Regions from separate parts of the Rattus norvegicus genome. Here region 2 is linked to region 1. Evidence: chromatin contacts called from public Hi-C data. All regions are on one chromosome and are shown on one strand. The core of a region is the stretch at or near the end of the contact, and the rest is flanking DNA. Distances in the headings are between cores, read along the strand shown. Region 1 holds the start of Shb (SH2 domain containing adaptor protein B). Region 2 overlaps LOC134478962 (a long non-coding RNA gene).

The links. Hi-C and Micro-C count contacts between places; a contact is called where the count stands out from the background.
Region 2: a Hi-C map of prefrontal cortex shows a contact between it and region 1, with 2.1 times the contacts expected there. The contact joins the enhancer-like site here to the promoter of Shb in region 1. A contact is called at or near these places in 3 of 12 Hi-C or Micro-C datasets (the A7r5 cell line, Schwann cells and prefrontal cortex).

The regions. Positions count from the first base shown.
Region 1 is chr5:64,577,976-64,582,448 of GRCr8, forward strand. It overlaps Shb (SH2 domain containing adaptor protein B), which reads right to left and starts at 3,097. Exons shown (of 6, transcript NM_001427398.1): 1 at 1,860-3,097. The coding sequence starts at 2,552.
Region 2 is chr5:64,812,244-64,816,180 of GRCr8, forward strand. LOC134478962 (a long non-coding RNA gene) reads right to left here. Exons shown (of 5, transcript XR_010051790.1): 3 at 3,499-3,925; 4 at 2,943-3,085; 5 at 2,232-2,692. Among named protein-coding and RNA genes, the nearest start is that of Aldh1b1, 45 kb to the right of the region's middle. Within about 2 kb of position 2,553, at least 6 of the 93 cell types and tissues checked have an H3K27ac peak or open chromatin away from gene starts, as enhancers often do. A contact at or near this core is called in prefrontal cortex, where this site is marked.

The DNA.
Region 1 (4,473 bases), core at 1,847-4,346:
GCACCTTTCTCCAGTCTGAACACTACTGGCTCAAGCTCAACAATGGAGACCCCATTTAACACCAGGCCTCATCACAGGATGGCCTCTGTCACAGCACCCAACAGACATGTCCTGCACAGGATTCCCCTTCCAGCACCTGCTGGAGGAGAGCAAAGACCCATGGGAAATATGGTGTCAATGAAGCCAACTCTTGGGCACACTTGACATCCCAGCTACAAAATATGTTAACTAAGCACCTGTAAGTCTTAACTAACTGGGAAAAAAAATGTTTACAACAATCTTGAAAGCAGCACAAAGACTTCAGAGAGAGCAGGCTGAACCACAAGCAGTAAACAAAGAAAGTCTGCCTGAGGGGCAGTGGTCTTGGGCAACAACAGGATGCTGAGTCAAGTGAGGTGGGCTGTAAACCTCTCTGGAAAGCTCTTTCCTCACTCTTACAGGTAAAAGCTGCAGGCTCTCCCAGTGAGCACACCAAACTCAGCCTGAGCCACATACAAAGCTGCAGGAGGCTTGCCTTCCGGAAACCATCAAACGGGAGCCCAATAGCGCAGCACTCATCAGGGACCTCTCTCTCCTATGGCCCCTATGGTGACTGTGTGAGTCACCAGGGCTTCTAGCTCACTGTTATCAGTATGCCATCTTGGGTACTTGGGAAGCTCGCAGAGTACGAGATTCCAAGGTGTGTGCCTACACCGTTACAGGGGACACACTAAGCTCCTTCAGGCTGCGCACACCATCCATCCTGGGTGGGCGACGCAGAATGACCCCAGGGAGAAGACCAGTCAGAAGACTTTCTCTGGAAGGCATCCTCCTCACCTCTCTCTCCCCCACCTCTCCCATAAAATAAAAAGAGCCCTTGCCAAGCACCCGCTGTGACAGGCAGAAAATGTCTCCCTGCTAGGATATCCAATCTCTATCAGTCCAGGCAAAAGTTTGAGCTCCCAAGGAGGGTGTGGGGGGAGAACACAGGCAGAGCAAAGGGGCCTGACAGCCAGGCAACCCTGCTCTAAAGCTCTCTCTCTCACACACACACACTGGGCCTCAGATTTAATCAAAACACTGCCTCCAAAAGAAATAGGCAGAACAAGTATTTTTATGGGGGAAGGGATGCTAACTCCAGAGTGTGAAGGGAAGGAAGAGTAGAGGGGCCTGGCTGTAATTAACTCCCTTGTTATGAAGCAGGGAACAAGATGGTCTGGTAGATTGAGCAGGGGACTGTCACAAGGCTCCTTCTCTCCTGAAACAGTACTACAGGGATGGAATCAGGAAAGAAGTCTCTTAAGCAGACCGCCTGCGGAGCTGGGAGAGAGGGTAAATAGTCAGATGGCTAAGTTCTCTGGGAAGATGAACCTTTACACCGGAAAAGCCTGCGTGGGGGTTCCCAATACAAAAGGCCGCTTGGCTTCGGAAACCTGGCACGCAGAGTGGGACGTTTAGAAGCATTTACATACACACGGTCAGGGACTTCCAGTAAGGAAAACTATAACCCAGAGATTACCTTTCCGACTCTGGACTTCAATTCCCATCTGCATGTGGGAGGGGGGACCATTACTGGAACCCGGGGTAAACAAAAGTAAATGCTCTTTTAGGCCAGCCGCTGCTGACTTTACTAGGGGAGCTGGAAGGGCTGGCTGGGTATGTCTTCTGGGTAAAATTAGGCGGGGTGCTCTCGCTCTGGCTCTGGGATCCGTAAGGGTGCGTTTGGGGAGCAGAAACCAAAGAGACGGAGTCTAATTAACCATCTGGCAGAATGAGCGCTGTAGCCTAGACCCCAGGATGCCAGAGCAAAGTTGGTGGAAGGGATGGGAAACGTGGCGGTGCCTCAGTTTCCCATGCGCACCAGTAGCTTTGGATCTTACCTTGTCTTTCTGACCAGCTCCGGTCTCCTCGGCGGCGCACTTGTTGAGCAATTTTTTGCCTCCGCAGGTCGTCGGGCTCCAGGTGCGGCCGCCAGAGCACACGCCTCCCGGAGGGTCCCCCGCAGCGCCCGCGCTCTCCACTTTGATGAGTCGGTGCTTAGGGGAGATGTAGCGCACCTCCGCCGGCGTGGCCGGCCGCCGCTCGCTGCTGCTCCGGTAGAGGTGCGGGGAGCCGGATGATGAGGATGAGGACGCGGCGGCGCCCGCTCCCGCCGCCGCACAGCAGCAGCCCGCAGCGCCTGCCGCCGCCGTGAAGGCGCGCTGGCCCCCGCCGGGGTCCCCGCCGCCGCCGCAGTAGTCCAGGCGGCACATGGCGCGCAGTTTGCGCAGCGACGAGCCCGGCCCGTTGTACGGGTCCTCGAAGTCGCGCTCCTTCTGCGCGCGGTAGGCGCGGATGAGGTCACTCGTGCTGCCGCTGTCGTCGGGCAAAGAGCCCGACGAGGCGGAGAAGCAGGCGGCGGCCGACCCACAGGACGCCGAGGACGCAGAGCAGGCCTGCGGCACGGCCTGCGGGGGCTGCTCGCGCCGCTCACCCCGGCGCCGCTGCTCGCGGTAGTCCGGCCTCGGCGGCTGCGGTGGACTCTTGGTCTTGCTGTTGCCTAAGCTGAAGTACTTGTTCAGCCACTTGGCCATGGCGAAGGGCCGCCTAGGGCCGCGGCGCGCGAGCCCCGTCCGCCGCCGCGGCCATTCGGGGGACAACACTGCCGCCCAGTCCCGCAGCGCCTCTGCCCCGGTGGGGGGCGTGCGGGGCACCGGTCGCCAAGTTCAAGTTCTCGCAGCCGCCGCCTCCTGCCGGCCGCCGCCCGGCTCTGGCCGCTGTTGCACAGCCCTCCGCCCCTGCTGCGCGCCGGCCGAGCTTCGGATCTCGCGCCCCTCACAGACGAGTCTCATAGGGCCCGGGGGCCGCCTAGAGCGGAAGGCCGGGCGCCCCCCGCCGTGCACACCCGCACCCAGCGCCCCCACCCTCGCGGAGCGCGCCCCTGCCCCGTGCGAGCCTCCGCCAGCTGCGGGCTTCTCGAGTGCACTGGGGCGAGCCCGGCCCCACCGCGGGTCAGAAAGCAAGAGAGCGAATGAGAGAGGCGGCCGGCGCCTGGCGGAGCCCGCGAGCCCTTGCCCGTCCCGGCGGCGCCTGGCGCTGCCGCTGCCTCTGCCGCCGCCTCCCGAGCCGCCGCGTGTGTGACACTCCGCCGCCAGAACCCGCCCTGCGCCGCGGTCCTGCCCCTTCCCGCAGGCCCCACCCCTCCACCAATGCCCCGCCTCCTCCTAGACCCCGCCTCCCGCGTGCGGTCAGGAACCTCCCCCCTGCTGCACGAGCCACCTCCTGCGGCCGCCTGGGCGCCAGCCCCTGGGTCGTGCCCGAGGGCGTCCTCGTCCTGCTGCTTGGCAGGCCCGGCCTCCCTCCAGCTGAGACTGCGGCTCCTGGAGGCCCGAACAGTCAGCACAGTCAGTCCTTGGGGGCCCGCGCGCCGTGCACTCTAGGAATGGATGCCCACCTTCGAGGTGATAGGCGGGCAGGACTAACGCACGACCTCTAGTTGACCGAGAGGACTGTGCAGGGGAGATACCCTTATTGAGAGAGTGCCTGTCTCTCTTCTCTTTAAAGGGACAGAGACTCCGGTTCAGCTTATCCGGTGCCGCGTCTTCGAATAATTCTTTATGCTAATGAGTGTATTAGCAATCCAGATGACGGATGCGGACGCGATAGGTGGCTGGGACCAGGCGGGGCACCAATCCGGGAGCAAGGCTAAGGGGAGGTCGGAATGTTTGCTTACCTTTTCACCTTGTAGGAAGTGGGGCTTTAACCCTGTTCACTGCCAACTTAGTGGAACCAGCTATGTAAACATTTAACGCTTAAGGTTACCGGAGCTGGCGAGGCTCTATTTAATCCAGAGACAGTTTTACAGATGGAGAAACTGAGGCCCCGAGGTAAATTACATGAATAGACTTGGATACCCCCCTGTGATCTGGTGGCACTATAATGATGTACCTAAGACAATGTAGTTACTATTCCAAACGAGAAGAAACCCAGGCCAAAGAGGAGTGGCTTTCCTATGAATCTGCTCTCAGGGGGGTAGTGTGAGCCTTGTCAAGACCAAAATATTGCCTGAAAATGAGGTACTTGCCTTTTAGACCTAAGTTCTGTTTGGAACTTCTATTGGGCAACCCTCCCCCCTAACAACCCGCCACCGCCCGCTTTGAGTACCTCCTTTTGAGTACCTGGGAGCTGAACCATTCCTTTAGAATGCTGATTTGCGTAAAAAAGAGCACTGTGACCGTAATTTCACCTGTCACCTGTACATTATATATGAGTTTGGCACACTGGTTTTCCTGTGTCCTATAGGAGCAGTAACCTATTGAAATAGACAGTAAGTCCAGGAATCTGCTAGAGCTGGAGGTCAGGCTCTCATCCTGAGACTTCGGGACCTGGTGAGCCACAATGTACTTCTTCCAAGCTCCCCCTGGGGCCTACCAGGCTCAGGCCCCAGCAAGACTACACTGGAGAAAAACAGACCCAGGACTCTGAAGGCTCTGCTCTACCTACTCAGCCACGCAC
Region 2 (3,937 bases), core at 1,303-3,802, 230 kb after region 1:
GGGCTGCCAAAGAGAGAGTGAGGGCAACGTGGGAGAGAAATCCCCAAGGCTGGTTGTAGGGAAGCCCCCCTTCCCTTCTGTCGCCAAGCTGGGCAACAGCAAGCACCTTCTGCCTGTCCTTCAAATCAAACCTCTCCCTCCTGCCGACCTCCTCCTCCATCAAGAGCCCTCAGATCCATCCCAGAAGCAGTGTAGACAGATCCTAAACCAGGGACAGGCAGGCAGGCACCGTGCAGCCCGTGGAAAACCCCCGTGACTTCCCAAGACCATGGAGGTCGTGGGAATGGAAGCAGGACAGAGCGGAGCACAGACGTGTGTGTGTGTGTGTGTGTGTGTGTGTGTGTGTGTGTGTGTGTGTGTCCACAGATGGTCTTCCACACTTACAGCCTTTTCCAATTCTCCCCAGGCAAACTTTCCCACCTCCCTGCCCAGGTCCTCACACGCAATCCCACCCCTCACAGAAGTGGGGTCGCTCTCTTCGCATTGTGGAGAAACAGGCTTCCATCTGAGCTGAGAGGCAGTTTTGAAATTGGTTTTGGTTATGATTCATCCCAGAGGTTAATTTTGGAGACGAGCTCTGTGGATGAGCAGGTGGCCAGACCTTTGTTTTGGTCTCTGTTTCTCCAGGAATGTTCTGTCCTGATTCTGTGTCAAGGACAAGCCTCAACCCCGTGCAGTCCATTCTCCTTTAGCTGGAGATTTCCAGAACAAAGAGGTATCGATTCCCAAACTGAGAGAGAGAGAGAGAGAGAGAGAGAGAGAGAGAGAGAGAGAGGAGTGTTGCCGACAGTAAGTGGAGAGAGAGCTGGGAAGAGCGGGGGAGAGCAATTGGTTTTCAGATCTGTCCCGAACCTCTAAATTTTATTCATAGAAATGGATCTAGCCTTGGCTGTGAACGCAGCGGGCGATGCCACTGCAGGCTTCTGTCTGAGGCTCACGGCTGTGGGGTGGGGGTGGGTGGGTGGGAAGCTTCGCTTATAGACCTGGAATTGATTTCTCCTCCTTCCTTGGCCACGGAACCGTGAAACAGGCACGGGACGCTCCCCAGTCCCGCTGCTCCTCTTCTGTGAACTCTGGGTGGATCTCTCGCAGCAACGTGGTGTTTCTCCGATGCAAATATGTCCACGGAACTCTTAGATTGAACCCTCAAGCTCCCCCTCCCTGGGCAGACCATGAAGGGAACAGCTGTCCCTTACTCAAGCCCTCTGAGGGATGCCTCCTGAGATGTTTCCCGAGCCTGACCGTAGCCAGACCCTTCACCAAGCCACATTCTCCAAACAGGAGATGCCCCCTCCTCAGACCTCAGGACCCAGACAGACCCAGTACTTTGAAGTACCTTAACATGTAATGTATGTTAGCATGGTAAAGGGTGGCAGAAATCCTGAGTGGTGCAATACATTGAACTTTGTTTAATGGGGCGCTTCCTGAGCCTAACTGACCCTGGGTCACTCGCTCAGTGCATGGGATGCCGGTTTTCTCTCCGAGCGACATTCTACCGACCTTCCCGCCAAGGAAAATTTTCATCTATGGGTATTAGCAACACAAGCCATTTTTAGCCCAGGCTGAACTTGGGAACAATCGTCATTTGCTAACCCGCTTTTCCAGGGTCTTTATGTCCGTGCCCACTGTAGCCTTGTTAAAACCAACCCCCTGTCCCTTCCTCTCTTCCGTGCCTGTTTTATACTGACGGACCTTGAATCAGATCTGGGCAGCATATGTGTTTTGTTTGGCTGGCACAGAAGCTGATAGTTTCTTCATGTCTTTTACTGAAGACTGAGCGCTGCCACACAGCCAGCCTCTCCCCACAACCTGCCCTCCCTCATCTCCCAGACCCACAGCACCCTCTTACTGCTGGCAGTGGCCACCCAGGATTTAAATCCTCTCGGGAAGATGATTTTCTAATCTGACCGTGAACATTGGTCTGCAAATGGATTTGCTCAGACAGGAAGTCATGCTGGTCTGTGACCTGCATGCCCGAGGACCACTCTCTGAGCTTGGTGCTCTACAATTTACAAAGTCCCTTCCCCGCTGTTTTCTCCTCGGACCCAAGTGTCCAACTAGGAAATGAACAAGACCAGAACACTAGAGTAGATCCCCACTTGAAGATCCCCAGGTCACTCAGCTTGCTAGCACCTGGTGCCAATAGGTGCCAAGTCAGGCTGCAAGAGAGTTGTCGAGAGGCCTACAGGACAAAGGGACAAAGGGACTGGAGCAGCAAACAAATGAACCCGTAGAACAGAAAGTAACCTCCATATTGGGGGGGATGGGTTAAGGGTGGCAAAGGCTCGCAATCTCCTTGGGCCTTCCTCAGCTTGAAGACTCCACATTATGGCTCTGTGGACACAGGACGTCCAGCCATGCTGTGTTCTGGGCTCCCATAGTGGTCCTAAGAAGGGCAGGAGGGGAGCAAAGATGCCACTTCCTGGAACAAGGCTTCTCTCCCCGGATTCTCTGTGTTGTCACCGCCTGCGGAGTGGGCTGGGACAGACTGCAGGTTGTGAGCAGGGAGGGCGGAGGGAGCCGGCCATATGGAGCCGGATGACAGAATTTGGCAGTGGGAGCTCCACAGATGGGCCTGCTTATGTCCAGACACAACCGGAGGCCAAGGCCTGAATCATCTCTCTAGCAATTTCTTGTTTCCAAACACGTCTTTTGAAGAATGTGGGGATTCTCGGAGCAGATATCAGAACCCCTGCTGGGAGTAGAGACAGACAGCAGAAAATAGTGTTGTTTCCGTACAGGGGTGATGGAAAATGAAGGGACCAGACTGCTCGCCGAAATGGGGTGGGGTCACTTAGACGGCGAGAATGCCTGGTGGCTTACACATTACCCAGAGAGTCCAGGTCAAAGGCATTACTGTATTTTTCAGGGATTCTCTGAGGATTCTCAGCACAGTAGCCAGTCCAGGATACACAACAGGGATCCTGGAGCAGATGACTTACCTGTTAGTGAAGGCTGAGTCCTGCATGAGGAAGATCAGATGAGGTAGTCTCCTGCCTCCAATGACCCTCTCCACCAAGAGTTAAGATTCTAGAGGGCCCCTGCCCAGTTCCTTGGCACGGCCTTCCAGTAGTTTCCTAGGATCCTGAGGAAGGTGGCAGGACCCTTCTGACTTCAGTATGAAGTCAAAGCCGTTCTGCCTGCCATTCAAGGCCCCACCGGGATCTTTTAACTTCTTGAAATGGGATTTCATGGATTCCAGGATGGGCTACGTGGCCAAGAGTGGTCTGAGCTTCTGGTCTTCCTGTATCTACCTCCCAAGCGCTTAGATTTACAGGTACAACCCCACCACACCCATTGCTGTAGTGCTGAGGACTAGGACAGAGCTTCACACAGGCTCGACCAACTGAGCCACACCTCCACCCTCCAGCCTGTCTTCAGTTCTTATGCCCACCTCCCATGTGTCACTAACCCTGAGCTCTAATTGGCTATACTGCCCCCTGAGTAATCCAGCCTGTCCGGTGTGAGGCTCCCAAGTGGCCCCTAGCCTCCGCTCACCATGGCTCTTGAGTTCTGCTCTGTGTGTCTTCCAGTGCACCCGTCCTGTCGCCTCGTCTGCATATCTGCCCCGTGAGGATGCACATCCCTAGCCCATGCTTCTTCTCAATGCCGGAAAGAATGCCCTTACGTGTGTGCTCCACGTACAGGCTGGCTGGGAGTTCCCAGATATCACGTGGTAGGGTTCATCTCATTATAAACTGAGGCCGGAGAAGAAGAGGAAGGAGATGGGGACCCGCTTCCACATCTGGCTAGTGCGGCAGAGACTGAGGCCAGGCACCTGGCTCCAGGCCCTGCGTTCTTTCCACCGTGCCCTGGCTTTCCCTAAACAGTCACTCTGTCTGTCCATCTCCTCAGAAACATGCTGAGACAGAAGTTCACTGGATGCTCTTCTGGTCCTCAATGGTCCCACTGATAGATGAGGAACCTGAGGATAGAG